Regions from separate parts of the Rattus norvegicus genome. Here region 1 is linked to region 2. Evidence: chromatin contacts called from public Hi-C data. All regions are on one chromosome and are shown on one strand. The core of a region is the stretch at or near the end of the contact, and the rest is flanking DNA. Distances in the headings are between cores, read along the strand shown. Region 1 holds the start of Tead1 (TEA domain transcription factor 1). Region 2 overlaps Mical2 (microtubule associated monooxygenase, calponin and LIM domain containing 2).

The links. Hi-C and Micro-C count contacts between places; a contact is called where the count stands out from the background.
Region 1: a Hi-C map of the A7r5 cell line shows a contact between it and region 2, with 2.4 times the contacts expected there. The contact joins the promoter of Tead1 here to the enhancer-like site in region 2. A contact is called at or near these places in 3 of 12 Hi-C or Micro-C datasets (the A7r5 cell line, mammary epithelial cells and psoas muscle) and 1 of 1 datasets of contacts at active chromatin or transcription factors (oligodendrocytes).

What each region holds. Positions count from the first base shown.
Region 1 is chr1:176,225,353-176,229,021 of GRCr8, reverse strand. Tead1 (TEA domain transcription factor 1) reads right to left here and starts at 1,847. Exons shown (of 13, transcript NM_001198589.2): 1 at 1,631-1,847.
Region 2 is chr1:175,956,686-175,960,378 of GRCr8, reverse strand. Mical2 (microtubule associated monooxygenase, calponin and LIM domain containing 2) reads right to left here. Exons shown (of 31, transcript NM_001395865.1): 29 at 2,081-2,180. Among named protein-coding and RNA genes, the nearest start is that of Parva, 23 kb to the left of the region's middle. Within about 2 kb of position 2,033, at least 9 of the 93 cell types and tissues checked have an H3K27ac peak or open chromatin away from gene starts, as enhancers often do. A contact at or near this core is called in the A7r5 cell line, where this site is marked.

The DNA of each region.
Region 1 (3,669 bases), core at 598-3,097, 270 kb before region 2:
TCCTCCTTAAAATCATCAACAATTTAAAACCTTGCTGTTGACAAAGGTTCAGCTAAACGCATTTGTCTTTCCGGAGTCATGCTGTAACTGGGTCTACTGTTTCCTTCTAAAGAGGAAAGATTCTTACCAAAGTTGGATCTAAGTCTGGCCCTTATAAGCATTCAGATGTGCCTGGGCCCAAAGATCCTGCTATTCACAGAAAATCGCAGACTCCGCTGAAAGGCGGAAGCCCCTGGCACAGTCTGTACAGCCTGAGGACTATTCCCAGCCCCAGTCTCAAGGCAGATTAGCCCCCACCCAAGAGCTCAGGCTTGCACAGACAAGCTACCCCTCGGCTCCGGGTAGATTGAGTCTCCCTAACGGGAAGGATCTGTCCACCCGGGGAACCACCTGCCAGCACTCAAGCACACTCTAAGCCACCAGACCACCTAAACTTCCAGAACGAATCCAGGCCACAAGGCGTGGAGGAAACTAAGATTCTGTTACTTTGCATTATCTATAGGAATTGAAATATTTTCCTTTCACTATTTTGAAATATGATCGTATTTACAGACCATTTTGTTCCAAGGACCTTAGCTCCTTTCAAATGGCGCTATTTTAAAACCCGTCCTTGCTACACTCCGATTTCTGGAATATCTGTCTGTAAGTTTCCAGTGCTGAGATCAATTTGCATTTCTGTAAATCACAGACAGCTTCTAAGAACTTAACAAGCCTCCTGAGAAACGCTGGTGGCTGGCATTTCATTGTTTCATAAATATTTTTATACGGGTGACACCATTCAACTTTAAATAAATCCTTAAAAAGAAAGACGATTAAAGACCGAGGAAAACTAGTCTGGGTTTTATTTTCACGGGAAGATAAGTGTGAGCCTTTCATTGTTTTCTACTTCTTTAAATGTAGCTTTGATTTTTTTTTAATGCATTAAAAAAGAAAAAGGAAACTCCTAGAAGTTGAACTTTCTTTCAAACGGGCCTCTGGACTTTGAAAACAAGTGGTGCTGCCGCGAACAAAGGCTAAAAGTGTCCCCAGAATTTTTTTTTTTTTTTGGCCCTCCTGGGGATCGTTTCTCTTCCAATAAACAAACAAATCCCCCAGTATTTCCTACCGAAGGGAAGTTTTCCAGGGAGAGTCTACTCCCGGGTTTGGTGGTAAGTGCGACTCAGTCTTTTTTGGACACAATGTTTCTGCTGACTCCTGAAAATTTTCCACTTGAATGTGCACTGGAGCGGCGGCGGCGGCGGCGGCGGCAGCAGCTCTGGAGAGGCGGCAAGGGCGAGAGAGCCCTCTTTCATCTCCCGGGAGGAGGAGCCGGGATCCGCGCGGACCCCGAAGGGGCCGGGCGCCGGGGGAGTCACCCGGCTGCAGGCTCTAGGCTGCACGCCGGACGCTCTCCCCACCCGTGATCGCGCCGAACTCGGCGCTTCCCAGACAAGGAGCGAGGTGCGCGGGAGAGAGACGCTGGAGAGAGGGGCGCGCAGAAAGCCGAGCGGGGCCGCCTGTTGCCGCGCGAGGTTGCGGCCCAACTTGCTGGGCGGCGGGGCCGCTCCCCTTCGGGAGCCGCACACAAAGCGCCGATCGCGGTGACGCCTAGACAGCCCGCGCCCCCGAGTCCGCCCCGCGCGCAACTTACCTCGGCCGCCCGAGCGGGCGCGGCAAACTTCGGGGCGCTGGGCCACCGCCCCCGCGCTACTCCAGCCGGTACTCCCCGCGGTACTCCCGCGCCCGGCCGCCCCAGCCCGGCCTCGCCGGCTCCCCGGACCAGCAGGGCGCGCCGGGGCAGCTGCCCGCGCTCCGGCGACGTTGCGCGCTGGGGGGTCAGCGCATGGCCTGCGCCCCGCCGCGGCCGCCCCGGGCCCGGGCCCCGGCGCGCGGACTCCCCGCGAGCTGGAAGCGAGTGTGCGAAGTGCTGGGGGGCGCCCGCGGCGGGCGGCGGGGCCGCGGAGGCTCGGCTCGGCTCGGGCGGCGCGGCGCGGCGCGAGCGATGCGAAGAATGTGCGGAATGAGGACAGGAATGAAATGAACGCCAGGACCGAACTCGCTCCGGAGGGGTGGGGCCTCGGTGACGTCATGCCGCCGGGCCCGGGGTGGGGCGTGGCCTGCCGCCGCGGTGACGTCATGATGTGGGGCGGGGCGCGTGGGGCGGGACTTGGCGCCCACGGGGGAGCGAGCCGCGCGCGATGGCGCGCGCTCAGGGCTTTGTGCGGTCCGAGGCGGGGCGGCCGGGTACTAGAAAGGCGGGGTGTGCGCTTTCCTCCTGCTGTGACTCAGTTTACCCCCTCCTGGTGTGCGCTGGCAGCGACGCTCCCAGACTGGAAGGGAGGTTGCTCTTCAGGAAACTGAGGCCGGAGTGGGCAGCTTCCCAGCCCGCCACTCCTCCTCAAGCCGTTTCGCTTTACCCAAGTTCGCGGTGCTCGCGCAAATTCTGGGCTTCGCAGACTGGGTTGGAGCGTCGCAGAGTCCTCGCCCGCTTCCTGCCCTGTCTTTCTAGAAGTGAAGTTCACTCGTACTGCGAGTTTAGTCTAAGGAAATCCTGCACCCACTTAAATAAAATAAAGTCTTGCCTGGCTGCAAAAAGCAGCTTCGCGCCGTCCCTTTATGGAGAACGTAAGAATCAATCATAAACGGTTTGAACTCTGTTTTTGGAGTGGACGACACCGCAGCACTTCAGAAACTCGGGTAAAGTTAACGGTGGCTGGGACAGACATGCTGGCAGTTTGGGCCGGTTGCAGTCCGTAGTTTCCCAGAAAGGAGACGGCCCTTCCCGCACTGGGACTTCCTTCTGGCTTCAGAACAAACTAATGGCGCCTGTTTTGTGCCGGAGTATTCCTGGAGTGTGCATAAACTCAGGAAAGCGAATGGGACTCACTACGCCTTGTTTGCTCGGAAACAACGTTTACCAGTGCGTTTTTAAGGCAAAAATATCTTCCATCCATGCGTTTTTTAAAATTTTATGTCAAGAGAATTGAAGACTCCCATGCCGTTGTAAAAAGTAATACAGAGACATTCTTTGTTCGCTTTGCCCAGCTCTTCCCTAGCCATGTCAGCCAAAATTTTATCCCAGCCGGGGTATTAATTTTCGGGCAGATTTTCCAGATCAACTTAAACACATCATTGTGTATTTGTTTAATTCTATAAATTCTATAATTTCTCACCTGTGTAGATGCCCACCACAATCAAGTACAAATGTGTATTATTTTTAGTTAATAATATGCAGCAATATGACAGGCTGACAATAAGAACCTCATACACCTGGCAGAGTATTAGAAAATGCACAACTATTTTCCCGTTAAAACTCCAGAGGTGTATCTCTTTTCCAGATAACCCCCCATAATACCAGCGAATAAAGTCTCCGGAGAGCAGAAGAAGCTGGAGAGATAGTTCACCAGCGAAAAGCCCTTGCTGCTCTAGTAGATGACCAGGCTCCTGTTAGGTTCCCAACACTCATAAGGTCGCTTTCAACAATCTGTAACTCCAGTTCTGGGAGCACCAGGCACAAACATGGTGTACATACATGCAGGTAAAACATTCATATACATAAATAAATAAGAGGTTGTTTTTTTTTTTTAAGTCTGATAGCAGAGCCAGCCTACCAGTGGGTAAATTTCTAAACCAGTATTTATCTTGCCCATGACAGGCTTGGTTACCCTTCAGACTCCAGTTGCTCCTGGC
Region 2 (3,693 bases), core at 784-3,283:
GCTTTCTTTTTGCTATCACACCTTGTGTTCACTTCTCTGCAGCTCCCCCAATCTCCAAAGTGCTTCGATTCTAGACTTGCATCTCCATGCCTGGCTATGGCCTGTTTCTATAAAACACAGATGCATTCCTGCTATAAAGAGGAGATGTTCTTGATGATCTCTTGGGAGGATTTTATAATGCAGACCTAGCCCCAATGCAGCCTATATGGCACATATAAGGACTCTGTGGTCAGGCAGATATGGACACGCTTCTCAATTCCTCTGAGGCTTATTATATTCATCAGCTGGACAGTAGTCTAGAGGCAAATGGCCGCTACAGAGGAGCCCCTTTCCCCAGGCCTGGCTTTCCCTTCCATGTGGATGTGGAGTAGTGAGTGTAACTCTGGCCTCCTCCTCTAACCCGTCCCAACTCTCAGGATGAGGCACGTTCACCTCGCTTTTCCCTTCTCTCCCAGGATCAGCCTATCTTCAGCAAGCATGTGTTCTCGTGCTTGGGCTTTGCCTTGGACCTTGGTAAGATTTCATAGTGCTGACACCATTAATCCTTTAGGCTGCTGGTTCCTTGTGTGGTGGGAGGAGGGGCTGCCCTGTGTATCACAGGGAGAAAGCTTAACATCCTTGGCTTCTATTCCTTAGTTTATCAGTCAGAGCCTCACATGTGACAACCAAACACATCTTCCTGGTCACTGTTAAATAGCCTCTGGGGATATCACTCCCCCAATCCCCGACCCTTGAGACCAAGGTCTAGGAGAAAGCCTTTCCCCTAAGGATTAAATGGGTCCACTTCCTTCTTTCATTAGGTAAACATAACCAATTCTGAGACTTGGCTACTGCAATGGGTTGAATAGGAAAGGCATGTCCACATCCGGAGCCCTGAAAGTGGTGAATGTGATGTTTCTTAAAAGGCGGTCTTAGCCGACAAGGTTAGGGACCTCAAGATGGTCACGTTTGGATTATCTTATTGAACTGAAAGCCCAATGAGAGAAGACTTTCTAAGAGAGACATGGAAGAGACACAGGTACACAGAGAAGGCTGGGTGGAGACATAAGATGCTATAGTGACAGAGCCATCACCAAGGAATGGCCAGAGCCACAAGATGAAGAGGAAAGAAGGAGTCTCTGTGAGAGCATCTGGGAGAATGAGGCTCCCTCACCACCTTCATGTGGACTTCTCACTCCCAGACTAAGGGATGGCATTCCTATTGCTGTGACTCACATACTTGATAGTAACTAAGAAACTAGTTAGTCAGCCTGCCTAGGGTCTTATCCTCAGCCATTAATCACTATTAATAATGAATGTAATATTTGAATGGCTTGCCTACTTCTCACCTGGTTCAGAATGCAGACAGGGAAGAGTGACCATCTCTGAAGTCCCCAGATGACCTTTCAGGGGCAGAGTAAAAATGAAAACACCCAGCGTAATTCTAGAGCTTAGTGGCTTATACCTAATGCTATTTTCTCTTTCTCCAGAATGATAGTAGATATAGTGCCCGTTTTCTGGTGCAGAACTGTGTGATGAGTCACGATCTTCTTTCCGACCATCTGACTAGGTCACCAGCCCTTTCTACAAGAAGACACACAGACAGATGGAAGACAGCCAGGGTTCAACCCTTCTTTTGTCAAAATCAGGAAGTGGTCAGGCAGATTCCCCTTGGTTCACACAGAGGGGCCAAGTGCAGATTCCCCACTGATGGTGTGTGTGTGTGCGTGTGTGTGTGTGTGTGTGTGTGTACGTGTGTGTGTATGAGAATATGAGAGAGAGAGAGAGAGAGAGAGAGAGAGAGAGAGAGAGAGAGAGAGAGAGAGAGACTGGGGCACAAGAATGGACTGGCTGCCTTCTAGTTCCTGACCTGCTTCTGAAATCTATTTTAGCCACTGAACTCTGCAGAGAGAGCAGACAACTAAAGAGTCTTTCCACTAATGCCAGCATGATATGCAAGACACAAAATACCAATTTGCCTCAATCACTGTTCTGTATGCACAAAGAAGAAAAACCCTGGGACTCCAGCCAAGGACGGTGAGCCACCCGCTCCTGCTACCAGGCTGTTAGCACTCCCTGTTATCTGTGTTGCCTTACTTACATGATCAGTAGCTCCGACTCATATCGCATTAATTTATTCTTCTCCAGAACCAGCTTAAACCATTCCTGCAAAAGCTGGGCTTCGTCCTGTGTCCCTGAATCTGCTTAAGAAATCAATGGCAAATGGGTTAGATTGGCATTTCTCGCCCCATGATCAAACTGCTTCCGAGCCACTTTAGCGGGCCATGTTTATGGCAAGCAGGGCTCAGCAGGGAAGCAGTTCCTGGCACCCTGTGGATGCCTCAAGGTTATGGGCATAAAATGAAACCCACCTGTGCCTGCTCTGGGGGAGTCCTTCTGGGCATGGAGGGCACGACTACTTCAATTCCAAAGTTGCATGCCCGTGATGACTAATGTTCTTACTACAAAGGACTTATCTCCTGCCTCCTTGTGTGTCCATGAAACTGATGTGTGATTCTGCGTCAGAGAAGCCCTAGCTGCCTGCTGTGACCTTTGCTCATCCTCTTCACCCCTCTGCAAACCAAACTCATAACACATGCCCAGGTGGTGTGTGGTCCCTTCCCAGGCCAGGGATGCTCACACCACTTTTGATCAAAGGCTGGTGATTGGCATTTTGATCCCCCCCCCCAAGAAAAGCCAAATGATGAAAAAAATACAATTAGGATTGAATCCCACAAGAGATAGATTTGTAGTCCTATATTAGTACAGCATAGATACTCCCCTTCATTGAACAGATGCATAATGGGGTACAATGGGCATGCCTGGTGCCCACAAAGGCCAGAGGAGGCTCACAGATCCTCTGGAACTGGAGTTACAGACACTTGTGAGTTTCTGTGTGGTATCAGGGGTCAAACTTGGGTTCTCTGGAAGAGTAGCCAGTGCTTTTAGTTACCGAGACCTCTCTCCAACCCCTGATTCAAGATCTGCAAAAGTATTCTATTGATTTGGCTTATACCAAAGTCAGGGGTTGAGTGATTATTATATTAGCTATCTCAAGACATTCGAGAGAAAGTTCTGTGTATCTACTGAATAATAATACTGTCCGTTAATCTTTGTGACCAGATCAACTCAAATCACAGCAAAGCAACCTTCTGTAGGGTTAGGTGGGGGTCCTGCGTCTGCTCCACCACAGGGCATGGCCACTGGGGAGCCAGGTGAGAAGTTTGACTGTGCTACGCTGTCCCTGGGTGGGTGTCAGGCTGTAGGGCAGCCCTGGGACACCGCTCCAGGGATGGTGAAGTATGGTCTGAGGCGAGGGACTGCTGGAGCTGACTTGGGGGGGATCCCCAGCCCTGTGGTGAGGCTGGGGTAGAAGAATTGAGAATGAAGTGGAGGCCAGAGGGCAAGATCCAGGCGGGGGAAAAGAGTGGGAAACTTCTGCTGGTCGCATGGGGAAAGTCTCTGGCTTGATGAGTGTAGGCTGAAGGCTTGGTGGTGGTGGCGGCCATGGCTGGGAGAGCAGGGAGGCCTTCTACTGGAGATTAGAAGGCAGCTCTGTAGGCCAAGGCCTTTTCCATGGCTCCCCCAGGGCAGATCCCGATATAAAGAATCAGTCTATGGTTTTAAGATGTTTATTGTCATGGTGGAAAGTGGATGAGTAAAACCATACCCCACTTCTCAGGGTGGGTCTGAGATTAAATATCTTTTGCAGGG